Regions from separate parts of the Arachis hypogaea genome. Here region 2 is linked to region 1. A link is a contact called in public Hi-C data. All regions are on one chromosome and are shown on one strand. Each heading gives the region's core, a stretch centred on a gene start, on an enhancer-like site or on the middle of the called end of the contact. The rest is flanking DNA. Distances are from core to core; before and after follow the strand shown.

The links. A called contact is a pair of places that touch in the nucleus more often than the background predicts.
Region 2: a contact with region 1 is called in a Hi-C map of an unstated tissue, with 4 times the contacts expected there. The contact joins the promoter of LOC112755717 here to the enhancer-like site in region 1. A contact is called at or near these places in 3 of 8 Hi-C or Micro-C datasets (leaf and an unstated tissue).

The regions. Positions count from the first base shown.
Region 1 is chr2:98,907,119-98,911,743 of arahy.Tifrunner.gnm2.J5K5, reverse strand. No RefSeq gene overlaps it. Among protein-coding and RNA genes, the nearest start is that of LOC112755707, 22 kb to the right of the region's middle. Within about 2 kb of position 2,308, at least 3 of the 3 cell types and tissues checked have open chromatin away from gene starts, as enhancers often do.
Region 2 is chr2:98,955,960-98,960,584 of arahy.Tifrunner.gnm2.J5K5, reverse strand. LOC112755717 (nuclear transcription factor Y subunit B-8-like) reads right to left here and starts at 2,216. Exons shown (of 3, transcript XR_003179068.2): 1 at 1,763-2,216.

The sequences.
Region 1 (4,625 bases), core at 1,059-3,558:
TTCATATTCAGGAAACTAAGGCCTATGTCTTTCAAAAAGTTATCGTTTTCGATGGATCCCATAAATCTAGACAGCAAGTCTGATTTGTTAAGACCCGTCGTTGTCGTTACCATCTCCCTCCTCCTCTGCCCTATCATCTCCATGACCACATTGTCCACCACTCCGATTGCTTCTTTCAACTTCTTCTCCTAACCAATGCTCAGTAATCACTTCAATTTTCATATGAGCGGTAATAGCGATATTACTCATTGTACTGATAGCTTGGATGCGAGGTCGAAACTGTATGCCAATTTGGACTCTGGAAAAGAAGGAATGAAGCACTCGATGTCTATTTCAAATGAGAATTTACATCTGATGTCGAAGGAGAATCTTCTCATGATGACCTAATGTCCAACAATCTATATTGCTTGTCGGAGAGTGGAGAAAGGCATGCCCTTGGAGTAGTTGTAGAACTTGGTCTTGAGGATGTCGTGGGCGTGTCGGGGTTAGAGGTGATGTTATCGAAACGTGGAAGTGGATGCTTTTGGTGGGTGAAGTGCAAAGGAGGTGGATGTACCAATCACAAAGATTTAGGAAGTGTGTGGTCTATGACATATTGAGATAGATGTGACACGTGTGACATTTACATCATGGCTTAATCTTGGAGTTAAAAAGGAGGAAGAAAAAGATGGAAAAGAAAGCTGTGAAGGTGAAGGAGAGTATGAATGTTAGGGTTATGCGAGATATGATAAAAATTGGGGAAGAACAGTGTCGTTTTCGAATAAAGGGGTCAGGAATCATTTTATCCCTTGTTAGAGTTGTTAGGGACCATTTTGTCCTCTGTTAGAGTTGTCATTAACTATTTTATGCTTCGTTAGAGTTAACGGTGTAAAGGACCTAAGTGACTGATAGAATTAATTGTTAAGAACCAATCGAATAATTAATTTTAGTTGGAGACTAAAGTATCTAATCTAAAATTTTTTGAAGACGAAAATGAGTATATACTTTATTGTTAGTGCATGAGCCCAATAATTAAGAAATTCCAAATACATAAAATGTCTCAAAAAGACTCCAATATAAAACGGCTCAACAACAATCCAAGTTGGCCTGGTTCAAAGGGCGAAGCGGGTCGCCTACACACATTTGATCCATATTGAATCCTTTAAAGTCGATCTTCAACTCAAGACCAAAAAAAAAAAAAACAACTCGATCTTCAACTTGACTTGAAGAGCATGCCCAAAAACCGACATTCCGGATCTTGCGCATGCATGAAAAGTTGGAAGAGTATTTGTATGGGTACTAGAAAAAATCACTTTTAATCAAGTTGGATTTGTCTAGTGATTAGCTCATTAGTCCGCAGTAATTAGCTCATTAGTGATAATAAAATTAACTATTAATATATTTATTGATAATTAAATATTAACTCTTATATTTTATCGTTAAAAAGTTTTAATAAAAATTATACCATTATAAATAAAAACTTCTTTAATTATTATAAAAATAGGGTAAAGTATATTTTTTGTCCCTGAAGTTTGACAAAAGTTTCAAAAATACCCCTAAGTTTTATTTTGTTTCAATTTTGTCCTAGAAGTTTTCGATTTGCATCAAATATACCCTTAGCAGCTAATTTTTCAAAAAATTTAAGACCAATTCAACAACAATTTCATAAGAACAACCCTCAACACAAGCAAATCAAGCATCATTTTCATGCATTATTATTAGATTGGTCTTAATTTTTTTGAAAATTTAACCGTCGGGGGTATATTTGATGCAAATCGAAAACTTTTGGGACAAAATTGAAACAAAATAAAACTTAAGGGTATTTTTGAAACTTTTGCCAAACTTCAGGGAGAAAAAGTATACTTTACCCATAAAAATATAAATTAAATAAAAAATATAATGATCATTATATTATTATCACAAAAAAATTATCACTAAAAATAATTTTGTTATAGTGTACGATGTTAAATCGCCCAGATAGTAAAAGAGAGTAACCGCTATACGACTTGCAGCAAAGCCCTCTACTATAAATATCATACTAACTCATGTAATTTGGATCCTTTTTTCTTTTGAACTACAGTCTGCTAAAATACATGTTGACTTTAACATTGGAGTCATTTATAAATATCTCTCAACCGCCATTTCAAGAGTTCAAGAAAAAGAACCTTTTAAAAATTTGAGCTCTGCAATAATAATAACTAGCTTTTAATAGTGAAGGTCTCCTAAGACCTTTTAGTTCATTACAAAAAGCAGACAGCCCCTCTCCATTTGCCTTACTGTTGGGAAAGGATATATAACTATTTTTTATTTTTTTGTATTAGAAGGTGCATAAAGCCCAGAAGAAATACAAAGATATCCTAACCAAACACATCCTTAGGGTATTTTCTTTTTATGATCAACCTAAGTGTAATTTTTTTTTTGGTATTAGAGTGTAATTTATTTTGGTATTTTGGGTCTAAGATGCCCATTAGTTTTTGGACATGAGTTTTTGGAACTTTCAAATGTGTATAGAAATGCCTACGTCTCAAATTGTGAGGCCCAATATTGTAACGCTATTTGGGTCCCTTTGAAAAAATGATAAGTGGATAAATAAGTTGGGCTTATTCTTTAATGAAGTTATCATTTCTAACCCACCACACCGAAAAAAAAAAACCCCACAACTCTCTATTATTTAGTTTATTTATTTTTATATAATTAAATATGGTGTGGAATCTTTTAGTATTTTTAATTGACTGTATATATGAGTTTGTTAAACTAATCATTATAATAGTATAATTGTTTTTCATCAAAACCTTATTAAATGTGCTAGATTGTTTTTATATTTATTTTTTAATAAAAATGGATATGAAAACAATTACTTAGGTTTTTTTTAATTTGTCAAATTCTTTTAAAAATGATTATTCCAAATTTTTATATGAATAAAACTTAATTATCTAATGAGAGTTTATGCTTAACATTTTTATATGATTAAAACTTAATTAGGAAGGAAAATACAGACCTAAATAGCATTAGTAAGTTAATTGTTTGTCTTGCAGTCAACCTTTTACACGGGGATGGTCAACCTTTTTTGGGTTGTTAACACTTAACAACTTATTAGTCAATCTTTAATATACCCATGATATTATTAAGTAACTATTTTTACTAGAAGGAATTAAAGAATGAAACTATGACTTTGTGAATTGAAATCTATTTTTTGTGGTGCAGCGGATTTTATTTTAATTTTTTCCTGTGTCCTAGTTGGATGGACCAGATCATGAAAATTGACTTTTATTTGGTGGACGTCGTTGTGTGACTTCAAAGTATTTGAAGGAATTGTTTTTATTTTATTTTCTTTCGATCAATAGTTCGATACAACTTTAAACATTCTGAAATTAAATAACATTGCAGCAAAGCTTATACTTATTCTTGTTTATATACTATTAGATTAATAAGCACCAAATGATTATCAAAGAAAATATGTTCAATATACCAAAACTCAATTCTTATATATTTGTATATTAAAAAATTATTTCATTAGCCAAAATCAGTTATATTAGTGGTAGAAGAACATCGTTACTTAAAGAAAATATTCTTTTTTTTTTTTTAACACTACACAATATACATTCACTCACACACTATTATTACTACAGATTCTATTTTTCTCACGAAAAATTCGAATATATATGCAATTCCTAATGAGGATTTCAAGGTATCGATTGCTTATCTTAACATAAAAAAAATAATAAAATAGATATTCAATCATTGTTTATCAATTTAATAAGTCGCTCCAATAAATATCTTATTTTATTATTTTTACCAAAAATAATAAAATAAACTAAAATTATTTTTTTAAATATATTACATAAATAAATTTTATTTACATAATGAGAAAGTCAATTATAGTAACTAATTTGTCTATGTATGATTTTTTTTTAGATAAATTCGACCCAAAATTAAGGAGAGATAATTCACATTTAACAATATTATCAAGAATAAACACAAATTAAATAAAATACATATTACATTAAAATTATTTAAAAAACAAACAACCAAAACATAAATAGACCTTCAAACAAATAAACGATAAATAAAATTACATGACAAAATACGAATAAATCTCTTTAGCACTTTAAATATTGTGTTTATCTTATTTTAATTTTCTCTCAAATAATTTTTTAAAGAGCCTAACAGCAAAAACAATACAAATATCCAACATAAGAATAATATAAAAGCACTCACAATATAATATAGCAACAACTATATCAAACAAATATAGTAAGTAAAGAAATAACAAGAACACATCGAGATTTTAACGTGGAAAATCCCCCTCAACGTGAGAGGTAAAAATCACAGGTCATCCAGACCAATGAAATAGCTCCACTATAATCAAATGAGGTACAAGAGAATTTCAAACAAAGCACAAAAACGTGTATATAACCAGCCAAAACATCAAAACACCAAATCTCACAAATAAGAAGCAAGAAGATGAAATATACTTAAAAGATAGAGCTGCTGTCGAAGCCAATTTCTCCCTCTGCAGACCTCCAATTAAAATCTCCACCGTTCAAAATGAAGAACAAAATATGAAGAATCTACAATCCAAATTTTACGTCAATCCAACAGTGAAGTAATGAAAAATTGCCGTTCAAAAATTGCTGTTCTGTGTA
Region 2 (4,625 bases), core at 967-3,466, 49 kb before region 1:
TAAAATAATTAAGTTGGGCATTCTTATGTATTGCATTATAACATATATATATTATATAAAAAGAGAACTGCACTTTAATTTTCTCAAGAAATTAATCTTTGAACAAATGCAAGCAATAAACCTAATCTCAAAAATCAAATTTCTAAAAAATTTATAAGTATGAGACTTTTTTAATCTATGAACTAATTTTTGAAATTACGTTAAATTTATACTCAATTTCAATTCTAGCACAACATATTTTAATTATTTTTCATTTTGAAAAAGACCTAAAATTTCACTTATTTTACTGCTTTTATTAATACGGTTAATTCATGGGTCGTATATACTTCTTTAAGTAGATGATTAAAAAGAATGCATATTAAATATATTATTATTATTATTATTATTTAAGTATCTCTGTTTATATTTTTAAAATAAATACTTTTATAATATAGTATAAACACTTCCATAATTAAAATTTTTAGAGTTTAATTTGTATTATTCTTAAATAAAAAATATAGTAAAAACTAAAAACTGTATTTAAAAGTCTTATTTCCTAGCTATGCTTATTTAGAGGCCAATTTAACAATATGATTTATAAACCGAAGTGAAAATATTACTTCCAGTTAGGTTAAAAGACTTCTAAGTACGTATCCCCCCCCCCCCCCCCCCTTTTCCAAAAATAAATAAGACCAAAGAATTATATATATTTTAGAACAGACTTTAAAATCCTGTTTTAAATAGTCCAAACAAAATATTTATTACTATAATAATAATAATAATAATAATAATAATAATAATAATAATAATAATAATAATAATAATAAGTCTATAGTATGTGCCATATGTCCTTTCCGTACAGAACTTGTAATGTGATTTTTTTTAGCTTTTTTTTTAATCTTAATCTAATTTGTTTATTTAACATGTTAGACAAATTAGACCTCCTTTCTGTGTTAAAATTAAAAATTAAAAGGTTAAAATTCAAAGAAGCAAAAAAACTAAACCAACTCATTAGAAAGTACATCATATCAAAGAAATTAAAGATAACTATGATATTCATTTACAGATAGATGGATGAAAGATTATTTAATGTAATATTTCCGTACACCACTACTAAATTAGGGCAAAAAGCAAATCTGGAAGGAATTGATAATTAAAAAATTTTGATCTATATCATCATCAACAACAGAAATTAAAACTACTGTAGTAGACACACAAATATATATGAACCAAAAAATACAGGAAATAAAAAAACATATTAAATCATCATCCTTTTTATTATTGTGATAGTCCAAAATTCAACAACTAAGTTCATCATCTAATTCCCAAGCTATACCATCATCAAACTCAATAAATATTTCAAACCCTTAACAAATTAAAAGATCTGAAATTCATACATGCTTATAAATATACATAATATTGTTCATGATCTCACATTAACAACACCATATAGCACCTAATAGATTAATGATATATGAAATTAAACAAGTTAGAAAGAGATTAAACTACTAGAAATTAAAATTAGAGAAGTAGATGAAGTAAGAAAAAGAACAAGAAGCTTAGCTTGGAGTAGTGACAAATAGATACCCTTTCTCTTTAGTCCTAGATATGGAGTAGTGTTTTCTTTTCTTGGTTATTATTCTAGTCTTCATCATCATCACCCCCATAACTATTATATTTTTCAATAAGATTATTATTATTTCTATTAGTAGTATTAATAACCTTATTATGATTTTGATTATTAGCTTTTTCACATTCCAATTCCCTAAACTTATGCAAGTACCTTTTGAGTGGCTCAGCATAATCATCAAACCCTAGAGTAGCCAAGGCCCAACAAATATCATCACCATTAACGGTCTTGCGCTTCTCCTTGTGACACTTGTCAGAAGCTTCACCGGTCACAAAGCTTATGAACTCAGAAACACACTCTTGCATAGTCTCCTTTGCTTCCTTTGAGATCTTTGCATTTGTTGGAAGGATTTGCTTCATGATTCTCCCAACATTTGCAATTGGAAGCAACCGATCTTGCTCTTTGATAACCCCATAATCTTGATGATTATGATGATGAGAAGAAGAAGAAGAGATTCCACTTGAAGAAAATGTGATAGTATTGTTGTACTTAATATTAAAGGTTTGTGTTGATGAGACTATGTTATCACTCATTTTTTTTCTTTTTTTTTTTTTCCTAAAAGATGTGTGTGAGGGGTTTAGTTTAGTTTAGTCCTCTCAAACACAGACACGTTGCTCTAAGTGGTTGTCAAGTACTCAATTTGTATGCATATATATAGCTATATATAATTGAAGTTGGAGCCTTTCATATGCTTATGCAAAGTTTTCAATAAGTGTGTGTATGTGTATAATCAGCATTATTTTATAGGGTATAAAATATTCTCTCCCAATACTTTGGTTCAAATAATAGTTTGACATTAGTAGTTAAACAATATTTGTTATTGGTATATATGGTTGAGATATAACATAAATATAAAAATAAAATGATATAGAAGCATATTAAATAATGTTAAAGATCGATAATATTATATGATAATATTAAAAAAAATTGTTCTACCCTCCGAGAGATAAAGACAAATTAAAAAAAAAATTTTACGAGACAAATTAAAGCTGAATCATTAATCTAATTAAATTCTAAAGAAAAAATACCAAAAGTATGTAAGAAGTTTATAAACACTGACAAAAGTACTTATAAACTAAGAAAATTAATGATGTATTCATGAAAAAATGAGTTCTGTACGACAAAAGTATCCAAATCTTAATTTTTTATTAATTTTTTAATAAATTGTTAAACTACTCTACCCTAACCCCATCCTATCGTCACTCCCTCTCTTCTCACTCTTTCTCTCTCCTCACTCCTCCCTCTCTCAAAAATCTTCACAGAATCACAAAACTCTCCTCCTACTTCTTTATTGCTGTCCGCCACCCACCTTCTCCGTCACCGCCAATCTCCCTTTCTCTCACTCTTAAGTTAACTACAATACCTTTGTCGCACGCCTGTGACCCAACCTGAGGAGAACGTTACCGTGGCGTGGCCGTCCTAGCTGAGGAGAACGTTATCGTGGCGCGCCTGACCCAGCTGAGGAGAACACCATCGTCACACGCCTGAGAAGAGAAAGGGCGGGGTCGTGGTGCTGCTGCATGCAGAAAGAGAGCTCGGTAAAGAGAAATTGGAGAAGAAAAGAAGGCGGCACTGTGGATGGAAGTTCTGCTATCGACGATGTTATAGCCAAAAAAAATATTTTTTTAAAAATATTTTTTATTTTATTTTTCTTCTTTTCCAATATTGATTTAGTTACTAGCTACTAAAAATATACTTTTTAATTTTTTTTTTAAATTTGCTTATCTTTTTTATGAAAGCTGAGATTGATTTACAGAAAATCCGATTGATGGCTAATTTTGTTTTTGATTTTTGCTGAAATAAATTTCAAATTGGATGAATGGTTTTGTTGATTTTTGATGGTTGATGACTGTTTCTACTTCTGATTTTGCTAAAGTGAATTGAAATTGGATGAATGAATTTAAAAATTTTTATGTTTGATTAAGTTGGTTTGGATATGGATTGTAAACTTATAACTGAACCTGTTGAGATCCGATCCTCTACCACCATCACCACCATTGATTTCGAATTGGTCTGTTGTAGTAATAGTTTTGGACTCTATGGCAAGAGTTTTAAAAGTGCAGGTTGAGTTATAGAAGGTTGAAAAAGTGATTAAGTCTGAGGGTGGGGTAGTTTAAAAATTTTATTATTAAAATATCAACAAAAAATTAAGATTTGAATATTTTTATCATACGTAATCTATATTTTATGAGTACAACGTTAATTTCCTTAATTTATAAGTACTTTTGTCAACATTAATAAATTTTATGGATATTTTTGATAATTTTTTCAATTCTAAAACCCTCGTTAAAAACTATCTAAACTTTATCTCTAAACCATACGGGACTTTAACATATATGTTTTTCTTCCTCCAAAATGTCTCTTTCTCTTTTGTTTCAAAACAACTATATGTAAAACATTACTTATCTCAGAGAAGAATTTCACTTTCATCGAACTATTCCTCTATTCAAAAATAGATTAGTTCAAAACTAAATTAATTAGAATGTTAGAAAAATTATAATTTTTTTATATAAAGATAACACACACATAATATCTTAGGGCGAGTATGTTTTGAACAAAATAATTTTAAATTTGATTTATTTCATCTATAATTAATTAAAATGAATTGAATTGAAAATAAATTAAACTGAAAATGAATTATTGTATTTGAAACTAACTATGTAAAATTGGAACTTATATACGTATCTATTTAAGTATGAATTGCTAGATTATATACGTATCTATGAGCCAATACAATTTGATATATATTGATGACATGGCAAATTATGAAAAGGGGGACACAGTGGCAGGCAATTTCCTTTGTTGTTGAGTTAGGTTTCGATATAACCGTATAAAGGATCATAGGGTTCGTGGGCCAATTATAATTAACTTCCCAAGATCCTTAGCTTAAAGAAAATTTTGACTCAAAGTGTATATATTCATATAAATTATCAATTATGGAGATAGTGGTCCCCAATCTCCACCTCTACACTTTCCTTTTGTTGCTAATGTATGTGTGAATAATTATAATTAATTT